Regions from separate parts of the Mus musculus genome. Here region 2 is linked to region 1. A link is a contact called in public promoter capture Hi-C data. All regions are on one chromosome and are shown on one strand. Each heading gives the region's core, a stretch centred on a gene start, on an enhancer-like site or on the middle of the called end of the contact. The rest is flanking DNA. Distances are from core to core; before and after follow the strand shown.

Region 1 (6,482 bases), core at 862-3,361:
TAAGGATACCCAGGAGAGAAAAGGACTAGGCAGGGAGACAAGCCAGGGCCTACAATTCATCCCCCAAGTCTGCCATCTCACCCACTCTGGCACACCCACCTTGGCCTTAGGATCTATGAGGAGCATCTCTGGTACTCAGGACTGCCTCATATACACTATCACTATTGCTCTTCACTTCCTGAGTGCACTTGAAAAAACTTGCCCTCCCCCCAGCGCCCCTCCCCCACCTTTCATGTTCAGTATGGCTTGTCACCCTTGTATAGTCAGGGGTCTCACCCAAAGTCACAGAAGCAATAGAGCATGTGATATGACTAGAGAAGACAGATGATTGATAGATAGATAGATAGATAGATAGATAGATAGATAGATAGATAGATAGATATAGACAGATATATAGACAGGCGATAGAATGATGATAGATAGATAGATAGATAGATAGATAGATAGATAGATAGATAGATAGATAGATAGATGGTTTGAATAGGAATGAACCTCAGAAATGCAAGCTTATGTGTTTGAATGCTTGGCCCATAGAAAGTGGTGCTATTAAGTGGTGTGGAGTTTGTTGTTGTAGTAGGGGCAGGTGCAGCTTTGTTGAAGGAAGTTTGTCACTAGAGGGTGGGCTCAGAAGTTCAAGTCCTGGCTCAATGGCTCACAGTCACTTCCCGCCCCCCACACACATACACACTCCAGATGTAGATCTCTCAGCTCCCTCTCCAGTACCACATCTGCCTGTGTGCTGCCATGCTTCCTGCCAGCAAGATAATGAACTAAACCAGGTACGCCAGCCATAGTTAAATCATTTCCTTTAGAAGAGTTTCTGTGGTCATAGTGTTTCTTCACAGCAATAGAAATCCTAAGACAGACAGACAGACAGAGAAATAGAGATAGACTGTAGATTGATGATAGATAGGTGATAGAAAGATAGAAAGATAAATAGATAGATAGATAAAGACAGGTAGATAAAAAAATTGAATGATAGAAGATATAGCAAGATTATATATAAATGGCGATAGATAGATCAGTTTGTGATCAGTAGATAGGCGGTTGATGGATAGAGTCTTAGGACCTGGCTAACAGTCATCAAGGCTACAAAAAATCCCAGGGTCAGCAGTTTGCCCACTGGAGGCCCAGGAAGCTGGTTCCCTTGGAGTCTGGAGCTAAGACCCAGGACAGCTGCCATGTGCCTCCATCCAAAGCCTGGAAGCCCAAGAGGCGCGCTCTGCTTCCAGTTCAGCCGCACAGGGAGGGGGACACCTGCTGACCGGGCTTTCAGGCAGCCAGGCAAGGAACTTCCTCTTGCTCTCAGGAGAATCAGCCTTCTCTGCTAATCCGGGAGAGCTCCGCCCACACTGGGGAGCATCCACTGGTTTGACTCACTCTCTGCATTCACTCAAGAGTGGGTACATCCTGAGTCATTACCAGGAATGATGTTTGGCCAAAGGTCTGGGCACCTCCTGACAGGGCATCTGTTGTGGAGTATCTGTCCCCCCCCCCCCCCCCCGTACATGTATTTGATATGCACGTGAATTTTGTGGGAATATGGATCTGGTGTGTCTTGTCCAGGACTCAGTCTCCAGGACCCAGAAAAGCACATGGCAAAGAGTTAATGCTGATGTAAGGGTTACTGAGTGAATGAGTCAACATAAGAAATGTAAACTTCAGCAGGGCGCTTATGGCACACGCCTTGGGAGGTAGAGGGCAGGTTGGATGGCTGTGAGTTCCAAGCCAGCCTGGTTCTACAGAGTGAGTTCCAGGATTGCCAGGGATACACAGAGAAACAAAATGAACCGAAACAAAATGAACCGAAACAAAACAAACAGAATGTACACTTCTGGGTCAGGTTTCTTAGAAGGAACAGCTTACTAGAAGGATTAATCCTTTTGACTCAGGGTTTCCGAGGGGTCAATCTGGGGTCACTTGAGCAGAGGTCATGGAGATAGGGATGTGTGGAGAAGAAGGTTGCTCTCATTATGGTGGACAGAAAGCTCAGAGGGGATGCGGGATACAGGGAGACACACACACACACACACAACCCTACTCCTCTACTACCACCCCTACCCACTGCCTTCAGCTAGGCCCCGCCCTCTGGCTCCTACCGCCTCCCTACAGCGCCACCTGCTGGAGGTGGGGCTTGAGGGAGGGCGTGCAGGTTCTTCAAGCCAGCCGCTTATCCCGAGTGTCTAGATGAATCATTACCTGTCCCCTGCCACACAGAACAGGGCTGACGTGTGCAACCAGCAGGCATGGTACGCGGCACAGACTTGCTCACAAAAGGCCTTGCGGTGTTTGTGCCTCTCATGTTTAAGGTCAGATTCTGAGGACACTCGAGTTAGGCCTTGAAGATCCCCAAGACAGGGAGCCATGGCTTCCTGGCACTAAATTACATCTGATAGGAAGGATGGCCTCTGGAGGTCCCAGCATGACCCTTGATCTCAGGCTTGAGAGGCCCCCCCAACTCCACCCCTACCCCTAAGCTATAGCCCCTCCCCTCAAGGCTATCCTGGGATCCAACCTCTAGCATTTTATCCTGAGGCTACAGGGTAAACTGAGGCAGGCACAGCAGGAGATCACGGGACAAAGTACTGATCCCCTTGACCTCAGGCCAGGTACAACTCTGAGCCTTGCCTCGGCTTTCCCTGTGGTAAAGAATGAGCAGCCCCTCCCCCACTGCTCATGCAGGTATGAGGTGGACCAGGCAACTGAAGTCTGACAACCACTCCTACTTGCTCCCGATCCATCCTGCTTCCCCTGATAGGGTGACTCTGACAGCGGATCTGTGGACCCCCATACCCAGCACCTGCAGATTCCACAGCCCTGCCAGTCCATTGCCTGGGCCAGTGGCCAACAGGCCAGGGCAGGTCTGGACTTACCCAAACAGGACGCCTTCAGGCTTTTAGCTTTCACCCAGGCTCTCCTGAGATTAAGCAAGGTTCACTCTGAGGCAGGTGTTGGGCCAGCATCCCTGAGGCCACATTATGTAAGGAGCCAAGGCCTTTCCTCATCCTTTATGGACAGGACCCGGCTGTCCTTCCCAGACTCCCTCATAGCCAGGTGTCTCCACAGGAGATGGGATGACCGGCAGGGTAGGGTGGTTTCTCTCCTGCTGGGCCTGCTCAACTCTGTCCGTGGTACACATCCACCATCTGCCCCAAGCCATGAAAGACAGAGCCAAGGAGGTAAGGGACACCTGAATCACAGCCTGGAGGTGTCCCTCTGCAAGTCAGGAGCACTCTACAGGGATCTCCCGTGGCTGCAGCCACCATGCTACTTGATTCCATGGCTTCCTCAACGGGTTGCAATAAGCTATGGAGCTTAGGGATGCTGCGGCTACTTGTTACACAGCAGCAACTTTGTAGCTGACTGTTACATTAGGCTCAGCTCCACCTAGCACTAAGGTTCATCCTTAGCTCTCAATGGGGATGACAAGGCGTGTAAGATGTAAAGGGAGAAACTGAGGCTCAGCGATCCTCATGTGGAGGACAGAGCAGAGGCCGAGCAGACTTAGGGCTCTGCTGAGAGCACTTATGGGACCTCCTATGTCCTAGTAAGGGGTGTTACATGAAGAAATTAGTGTGCAATGGCGGGTGTGGGAGATGGCCTTGTATGTAAAGCGCTTGCTGTGTATAAGCATAAGGCCCTAAGTTTGATCCCCAGATCTCATGCAATCAGATGCTGTGCGTGTTGGCACATTGATCCCTTGTGAGAGACAAGCAGACCCCCGAGGCCCACGGACATCCCTCCTACAACCAAGTTACTCTGGCAAGTTCCAAGCCGGTGGGAGGCTCTGTCTCCAAACTAAGTTCAAGGTACATGAAGAAGCACGCCGAAAGTGGTCCCCAGGTCAGGCCTACACACACGTGTGCACACAGGAAAGAATGAGGCCGATCCAAGAACACCTTCCCTCTTTGGGGAGATGCCAAGGACACACAGAGACCTTCAATGAAGAAAGAAGCAGCCCGGGGATAGCCACAGAAAGGTGTTTCAGGTAAAGGGGAAAGTGCAAGGGTCTTGAGGCAGAGCCAGGAGCTTCGGGGTATTGAGTGTATACTGCCAGCCTGCCCCTCCCTGTGTGCAGCGGGGAGCTGGCAGGTTTCCATCCCAGCAGGCTCTGCGGTCCGGTCCATTGTCCCTGCAGATCACCTAGCGGGGAAGGGTGGGGGGAGGCCACTACCGTGAGAACTAAAGGTCTCAGGATGGCAACACAGGAGGAGGTGGCTGCGCATGTGGGTGGGGGTGGGAAGGTGACAGGAGACACAGCCTCCACCACCACCACCACCACCACCACCGCTACCACCCTGTGCCCTGCGCTGCACTCTGAGACGAGAGCCTGCTGAGATGCTGCAGTGAGAGAAGCCTGGGCCAGATGGAGCGGGACCCATTTGTTCCTGTGAAACCTTCAGCTGTAGTAGGAGTAGGAAGCAGAATTCTAGAGTTGCTCTTAACCTCTGAGGCATCTCAACTCAGAGATAGAACACTCATTCAGTACCTGTGAAGCCTGGTGAATCCCCAGCATCGTGTGTCCCATACATGCATGCACACATGCTACACACATGTACACATACACACACATGCATGTACACTCACAGGGTCATTCATACAAGTGACAGTATAAGGTCTTTGGGCCACCTTAGAAAATTCCATCCTCTCGGCAGTGGTGGCACATGCCTCTAATCCCAGCACTTGGGAGACAGAGGCAGGTGGATTTCTGAGTTTGAGGCCAGCCTGGTCTACAGAGTGAGTTCCAGGACAGCCAGGGCTATACAGAGAAACCCTGTCTCAGGAAAAAAAAGAAAAAAAAGAAAGAAAGAAAGAAGAGAAAAGGAAAGGAAAGGAAAGGAAAGGAAAGGAAAGGAAAGGAAAGAAAAGAAAAGAAAAGAAAAGAAAAGAAAAGAAAAGTTCCATTCATTCTGCATGACCTCGAGTCTACCCTGTGACCACAATCTCCATCCTGGTAAAATCCCTTGAGAAATAGGTTCCTGTGCTTAGAAAAAAAAATAAGCAGGGAGAGCTGGGCGGTGTTGATGCAGGTCCAAATCTCCCAGTGTGGGGTCAGCCTGGTCTACAGAACAAGTTCCAGGACAGCCAGGGCGACACAAAGAGAAACCCTGTCTCAAAAAACCAAAAAGCAAAGAAGAGAAGAGAAGAGAAAGAAAAGCAGAGAGAGGAAAAAGCCACGGAAAGTTTAGGTTACCCACGTGTAGATGCTTCTCAGATGCCTGTCCACAATGGACCCAGGGACCCAGAAGCCTGGTGTCATCATTTGCCAAGGCATCCTATACAGCAAGACAACAGAACAAGTCATAGTGACATGCGTGCGACCAGACGCAGAGGCACACAGCTCAGAGGATTCTGTTAAAGTCCGAAGTCAGGTACAAGGGACCCCAATGGGAACTGAGTATCAAAGGGCTTTGGGAGGCCAGTGATTAAATAGGGGGATTCTGGGGTGAAAACTGGGGCTGGACTGGTACAACTGGTTGAAGTTGGGTTGGCTACCCCGGATGTGGTTGTTTTATGAAAATTCCCAGCTCGGGGTAGTGGTCCACACCTGTATCCCCAGTACTGAGGCAGGAGGATGGCAAGTTTGACACCAGCTTGGGGTACATACTGAGTTCGGCCCTGGCTGCCGAGTGAGAGTCGGTCTCAACAAAAAGAGAACCAAAAACTGGGGGCGTGCAAGATGGCTCAATGGGTAAAGGTGCTTGCTGCCAAGCCTGACCACCTGAGTTTGATCCGCAGTGCCCACGAGGTAAAAGGAGAACCAGCCGCTTGTCCTCTGACTTCCCCGTGTGTGCACACAACCAAAATTTTCCTTAGGAAGGAAGGCCTGCGCATTTTTTTCTGAATGCCTACTGGATTTCAACAGAAAGCTTTCAAAATGTAGCAACCTGAAAGAGAAACATCCGCTGCCCGGCAGCCACTATGTGTGGGTGTGGGCGTGGGAGGTGTATTGAAGGTGTTTGAGACACCGGGAAACTCAGCATCCCCATCGTTATCACTCCCGAGGTGGGGGCTGGAGTTGGGAAAATTGAGCACAGTTAATGCTCATGTGCAGAGGGAGGAGCTGGGACAGAGGCTACCTTTGGTTTCCTCCAGTTCCTGATAGCGCCTGTGTCCTCAGTCACTGGGTGGGCTCTGATGTCTCCTCCTTGAAAGCTTTGATAGGACGTGGAAACATCTCAGCAAATATTGGCACACGATGTACACTTATCATCCGCCACTCCCGGAGCAGGCATCACTAATCGATTCAAGCACCGTCGTCCAGGGATTCCAAATCTATCTTTAATTCCTTGCAATCTTGTCAAAGGAGTCACACCCGGGAGTTGGCTATTCTAAAGTTGCAGATATAAATGCCTGCTCCAGTCCCTACTGCGCCCAGGAGACTTCTCAGCTTGCAGACAAAAGGCCAGAGGCTTCTGTCAGGAGCTACATAATAAACTTCCAGAAACCATCTCCCACAACGTGTTTCCCCTCCCCTAACC
Region 2 (6,750 bases), core at 688-3,187, 94 kb after region 1:
GTGGCTCCCCTGTTTGCAGACAGCAGCCCTCTTGAATCACAGCTGATCACAGTCCTGTCCTCAAATTCCCTGCTTCACAACTACAGCTATCAGCAAGCACCCCAGGGGACTTGACCAATGTCGTAACCCCAAGATCTCATGCACGAGCCGGTACTCCTGAGGCCAGAAGGGAACGAAGGTTCTAGTCATGACCCCTTTGCTTCCTGCTTTCAGGGGCTGCATGCCCTGATGTTACATTCCTCAGTCATCCTTTCTTTATGGAAGTGACCCCTACCCCTGTCTGAACCACACTATTCTTGTCTTTTTCTTTTTAAAGTTTTTTTTTAAAGATTTATTTATTTATTTATTTATTTATTTATTTATTTATTGTAAGTACACTGTAACTGTCCTCAGACACTCCAGAAGAGGGAGTCAGATCTCGTTACGGATAGTTGTGAGCCACCATGTGGTTGCTGGGATTTGAACTCCTGACCTTTGGAAGAGCAGTCGGGTGCTCTTACCCACTGAGCCATCTCACCAGCCCTATTCTTGTCTTTTAAGATTTATTTATTTATGTTATGTATACAAGTACACTGTTGCTCTGCAGGCATCGGATCCCATTACAGATGGTTGTGAGCCACCATGTGGTTGCTGAGACTTGAACTCAGGACCTCTGGAAGAGCAGCCAGTGCTCTTAACTGCTGAGCCATCTCTCCAGTCGCCCACACTATTCTTTTTTTGAAGTTTAATTGATTTTCGGAGACAAGATGTCACGTATCCTAGGCTGGCCTTGATCAAACCCTACATGTAACCAGGGATGATTTTGAACCGGATCCTTCTCCCCTGGCCTCCTTCCTTCCTGAGTGCTGGGATTATAGGCACCTGTATTAGTTTATGTGTATGAGTGTTCTCCATGCAAGTATATGCACTGTGTGTGTGCCTTGAGATCACCTGGAACTAGGGTTACAGAACTAGGGTTACAGAACAAGGGTTACAGTTGGTTGCAGAACACCAGGTAGGTGCTGGGAATCGAACCTGGGTCCCTGCAAGCAGTAAGTGCTCATAATCACTGAGCTATCTCTCCAGACCTTCTTTTCTTTTCTTCTTCTTTTTTAAATATTTTCATTATTTTTGATTATTTTTTTTTCCTGTCAGCGCTGAGGCCTGAATACAAGGCCTCACACTGGCTAAACAAGTGCTCTATGGCTGATGTAAAACTTCAGCCTCATATGCTGATATATTTGGGTCAAGCAAAATTTATAACTAATTTCTTTCACTTTTTTCTCTGGACTTAGAAAATCTAAGTTCATGGTTCCACACGTGGCTCCTCCCACTTCCATCTCACACCCAACTCCAGCCCAGAGCATTTTCCTTGGGAAAAACTATCTTCTCTGTTTGGTTTAACCTGGCTTTCCTTTGCTTCTCTAACCAGCCCAGCCCTGACCCCCCACCTCTACCTTCGGCAGGCACTTTCCAGAGCGGGCACCAAGTGGCACCCACTTGTTGGCCAAATGACTGGGTACCTAGCCTCAGCCTAGCCCCGACCTGGGAGGGTCCTGGGCCTTCCAGGACTTGTAGAGAAAAGTTACTGCAGGGTGCGAGAGAGGAGGTAGAACAAGAGCTAGCTGCAGGAAACAGAGGTCGGCTGAAACCCGAGCCGAGTCCGAGGCGTGGCCGCCCCTCCTACTTACCTGGCTGCGCAGTTGGCAGATGATGGGCACCAGCAACAGGAGGCCTCCAAGCCCCAGCAGCACATACTGCGCGTAGTGAAGAACCTGGGGCATCAGCACCAGCTGCGTGTAGAACGTGCTCAGGGGCTTGCCACCCATTGCTCCGCTCTGCAGAAGAAAGGTCGGGCTGCACGCTGCGTCTCCAAGGCACCCATCCCACTGTGCCGTGCCCCGCCCCAAATCAGAACAGAGAGCCTCGGGCGCTTTGGCTAGAAGTCCAAAGAGAACTACATTTCCCAGACGCCCTTGCTGTTGGCACGCCCATGAAATGAGGCACTGGCTAATGGGAGGTGGATCTGGCCCCAAGCCTCCTCGCCTAACAGTCATCTCTTTCGCTGGTTAGAATCTAGTCTTAGGACCTGAAGGGCGACGAGATCAGGATGCCTGCAGGGTGGCCTGGTGCGGAATTCCATCTCCACTCCCCCCTCTCAGGGGCCATTAACAAAACCTGGAAATGGCTCTGTGGTTAAGAGCGCTGGCTGCTCTTCAAGAGAGCCCACGTTTCAGACTTGACGGCTCACAACCATCTGTAATTCCAGTTCTAGGAGACCTGATGCTCTCTGGGCTTCTGCGGGTACCGGGCACTCACATGATAACCATACATACATACATATGGGCAGGCTAAACATACAAATAGCTAAATTTAGGTACCGGAAGTTAACATAACATTAGCATCAAAGCGAACTAAAAGCCTCAGCTAACATACAGAGACCCCAGACTCCCTTCTACCTTCATAGACTCACCTGTTCGAACCACAGCAACGGCAGAACTACTGGCTCGATCTTCCCTGTTTGCCTGGAAACATGGGACACAAAGTGAGTGACCAGGGGTGATGTGACCCTCGCAATGGAGCTATGTTTGGGGCTTGGGGTGTCAGTGGGAGAGCTACTGGTTACCATGTGAAAGGCCTTCGCTCAGTCGAAACCACTTCACAAGAAAATGAGACAGAAAGATAAAGGGGAGCCTGTAACGCTACGTACAGTTGACTATCCTTAGCCAAGTTTGAGGCTAGCCTGGGCTACAGGAAACCCTGATGCAAAAAATTAATTAAGGGGCGTGGCAAGGCTCAGCTGAGTGGGTGACAGTGCTTGCTGCTAAGCCTGAAGACCTGAGTTCCATCCCCGGGACCCAGAAGGTGGAACAGGCTCCCTAAAGTTGTCCCAACCTTCACATGTTCATTGTGGCATGCACCTATACACACACACACACACACACACACACACACACACACACACACACACTAAACACAACTAAAAATGGGGCTAGAGAGATAACTCAACGGTTAAAAGGTCCTGAGTTCAATTCCTAGCCACCACATGGTGGCTCACAACCATCTATCATGGCATCTGATGCCCTCCTCTGGCTCACAGGTGTACATTCAGACAGACCACTCATTCATAAAATACATAAATACAACTTTAAAAATAAATAATAATATCTGTGTATGTGGTGGCACAATGCCTTTAATCCCAGCTCTTGGGAAGGCAGAGATAGGTGGATCTCTGTGAGTTTGAGGTCAACCTGGTCTACAAAGTGAGTTCCAGGACAGCCAAGGTTATTAACACAGAGAAACCCTGTCTCAAAAAGCCAAATAGTAGTAGTAGTAGTAGTAGTAGTAGTAGTAATAATAATAATAATAATAATAATACCAATAATAATAAAATAATAATGAGTCTCCTCCCACCAAAGCCTGGGTGGCTGCCCCTGTTACTATCTACAGGGGAACCTGATCGCACCACACACACCCAGGTCCAGCAAGTACTTTAACACCCCAAAAGCTAGAGGAGAAACTATCACTGTGCTGGGGATGGTTCAGTGGGGAAAGCATTTGCTGCTCAAGCAAATGAACCCGAGGTGAGACCCCTGAACCCAGGCTAAAAGCTGTGTGTGGCTTTGAACCTGTGACCCCAGGGCTGAGACAGGTAGAAGCTAGCTGGGGCTTCGGTGAGAATTCCTGCCGCGAGGGAAGAAAGGGAAGAGGGATAAAAGAGGACACATGGCATCCTCTTTTGGCCTCTGTATGAACCACCTTCCCCTCCAAAAACCAAAACAAAATCCCAAAACTCACAACACCAACAAGAAACAAAGATTAAAAGAAAAAAACAAAACAAAACAACCCATCACAGCCACGGGAGCCGGGCGTGAGGCGTGAGCGGGCGGCATCTCGTGCTGAGAAGCTGCAGTTGTGGCAATAACGCTGCACTAGACTTTGGTTCCTTACCGTGACAGATACTGCCAGGAGCGGACAGTACTGAATGCACCGGGGACAGAGAACAAAGATTTGCTTGCGTCTCTGACACCTCTCCATAAATCTATAAAGATTTCTAAAGAGTATTTGAGGCAGTGGAGCAAATCAATGTTTGGCTGCTGACCTCAGGAACTCAAGCCCGTGGCCAGCCCACTTTGGCCTCCGGTTTCAAGAGCCCAGATGAGTCAGATCAAGTGGCGCATGTTCAAGGCCATGATGGGCTACAGAGAGATTAAGGGCAGCCTGGGTAATCTAGTGAGACCTAAAAAGTGAAGAGGGCTGGGATGTAATTCAGTGAAAGAGTGTTTTCTGGCATGCAGGAGTCCCAGGGTGTGTGTGTGTACAGAAGCCTAGCTGAGTCCAGCAATTCCCGGACTTAGTTTTCACCATGAAGCCCAGAGTCCACCTCTTCCTCAGTGGTTCCCAGGCATGTGATCTGCGATGCTGAGGAGTGACCAGCATGTGGGTCCTTTCGTTCAAAGAATTATTTATTTTATTTGCATAAGTACACTTTAGTGTTTTCAGACACTCCAGAAGAGGGCATCAGATCCCATTAGAGATGGTTGTGAGCCACCATGTGGTTGCTGGGAATTGAACTCAGGACCTCTGGAAGAGCCGTCAGTGCTCTTAACTGCTAAGACATCTCTCCAGCCCCAAGGCTGGACTCCTACCACCATGTTTCTGCCGGGCAAGCAGGGAATGGGGGCAGGAGGACTCTCAGTCTCACTCTGTACGTTACACAAAGCTAAACATAAAGTAAACCCAGGGAATTGTGGTTGAGAACACTGGCAGGACCCAGGTTCAAGTCTCAGCATCCATTCAGTGGCTCACAACTCCGTCTAACTCCAGGTCCCTATGCCCTCTTCCGGCCTCGGCGGCTCTTGCACTTACATGGTGCACAGACATACAAGCAGGCAAATCCATCCTACTGTGGGGGAGACAAGATTACCAATGCGACTAATGGCAGAAGAGCCCTTGGGCGTGGAGGATGGAGGTAGTGTCAGGATGCAGCCTGGGTCTGAGTCTCCATCCAGAGCAATGATGCAATCCCAGGAAAAGAGGTGGTTGGATCCCAACGCTTGGGCCTCGCCCTGTCCTGTGCCTTGCATCACCAATGCATGAAACCTCCTGGCCCCTGAAGCTTTCAGAAGCTCCCGTCCCAACTCCACTCACCCGATGCCCTTGACAGATTTGATGTAGAGGCTCAGCTGCATCTTCACAGAACAGTTCATGGGGATCCCAGTGACCTAGAGCATAAATACAGTGAGGAGATGTAAGATCCTGTGGGGAGCCTCCCAGCCTGCTCCAGCCTGCTCCAGCCTGCTCCAGCCTGCTCCAGCCCTGGGGTTTCTTATCCAACTTAAACCAGATAATACCTGCTGGGGCATCCACCCTTCTAGAAATTTCCCACACACCCACTGGGCTCTCCCTCAGGAAATACCTGCTCCCAAAGGGATCAGCTATCGCAAGATCCCCTCTCTAGACACTTGTTGCCAGAGGGATGACACCCCCCGCCCCCCACATCTGCATGTTCGTTTGGGGACAGATTTCATGTGGTCCAGGTTGGACTCCAATTTGCTATGTAGCCAAGGATGACCTTGAACTCCAAATCTTCCTGTCTCTACCTTCTGAGGACTGGCTTATGCCTAACTTTACATGGTGCTGGGATGGAAGCCAGGGCTCTGTGCAGGGCAGGGGAGCACCCTACCTACTAAGCTATCCTCCCAGCCCTCACGAAGCTGCCTAAGACAGTGCCTCCCAAGTGTGGGGCATGCGCAGTAAGGATGTCTTTTTTCTCCTGTTTACATTTCCTAATAGCCCAGGGAACCAAAGGAAGGGCCTGGTCCAGGGTGAGTAGGTTTAATCGAGCCAGTTTCCCACTATGTAGCATCCTGGCGCTCCCTAACAGAGGTAGCCACAGAGAGCTGCCTGCTTGCAGCTCTCTTTTTAAAATGTGATGCTTTTAAAAAAAAATCTCGCTGGAGAGATGGCTCAGCGGTTAAGAGCACTGACGGCTCTTCCAGAGGTGCTGAGTTCAATTCCCAGCCACCACATGGTGGCTTACAACCATCTGGAATTGGATCCAATGTCCTCTTCTGGTGTGTCTGAAGAGAGTGACAGTGTACTCACATACATAAAATTAAAAACAACAACAACCAAAAAATCACTAGGAGAATTCACAGGTATTATTTAAATCAGGAAGAAAGTTCTAGAATGGAAAAGGTTGGTGAAAAGAGACCACCGTTTGATGCCTTTAGCCCTGCCCAGATCATGAGACTCTTGAAAGATTGATGGGAGGCCGGAGGCCACCTCTCAGATTGTAATCACCCACAGTAGAAGGCCAGGACACGTTTTGCCCAGGACGCCCAGATCCCTCCTGCCCCCAGGGCAAAGGCCTCCAGAAACCTGGTATGACTTTTGGACAGAGGCATGGATGTGATAACCACGCATACCATGGGTGGGCCCGGCAACCCTCCCTAGAAGTCGTCCAGGGTAGGTGCCCAGTGTTGGTCTTGGAACCTAAGTTCTGGGGGGTGAGGTGAGGGTGCCCCATTCTCTAAGCTAGTGTGTTGGCCTCACTGTGCCATTTGCATAGACAGTTAATAATACCAAACACCTTCGTCCTCTGGGATGAAGCATGGATCTGCCCCAGGGAGAGAGGCTCACAGGACAGGTCCCCAGTCGACAACTAGGCCCCCCTATTCTGAGGGGCTTTCCTGATATAAAACACCTCTATGTCAAGTTCCTTGCTGGGGAGCTAGGCACAACCTGGGAAAGACTTCAGACGACTGT

What was found. Capture Hi-C pulls out chosen DNA fragments and counts their contacts.
Region 2: a promoter capture Hi-C map of pancreatic islet shows a contact between it and region 1. The contact joins two enhancer-like sites. A contact is called at or near these places in 2 of 39 promoter capture datasets (hippocampal neurons and liver), 1 of 15 datasets of contacts at CTCF or cohesin (the NIH/3T3 cell line), 8 of 484 Hi-C or Micro-C datasets (CD4 T cells, the N1E-115 cell line, Sertoli cells and 5 more), 11 of 115 datasets of contacts at active chromatin or transcription factors (bone marrow-derived macrophages, craniofacial prominence, embryonic forebrain and 6 more) and 2 of 9 other capture datasets (adipose tissue and pancreatic islet).

Annotation. Positions count from the first base shown.
Region 1 is chr5:125,187,715-125,194,196 of GRCm38.p6, forward strand. No RefSeq gene overlaps it. Among named protein-coding and RNA genes, the nearest start is that of Ncor2, 12 kb to the left of the region's middle. Within about 2 kb of position 2,112, at least 88 of the 459 cell types and tissues checked have an H3K27ac peak or open chromatin away from gene starts, as enhancers often do. A contact at or near this core is called in pancreatic islet, where this site is marked.
Region 2 is chr5:125,282,229-125,288,978 of GRCm38.p6, forward strand. Scarb1 (scavenger receptor class B, member 1) reads right to left here. Exons shown (of 13, transcript NM_016741.2): 9 at 5,131-5,204; 10 at 2,453-2,504; 11 at 1,671-1,817. Among named protein-coding and RNA genes, the nearest start is that of Gm32701, 18 kb to the right of the region's middle. Within about 2 kb of position 1,938, at least 127 of the 459 cell types and tissues checked have an H3K27ac peak or open chromatin away from gene starts, as enhancers often do. A contact at or near this core is called in pancreatic islet, where this site is marked.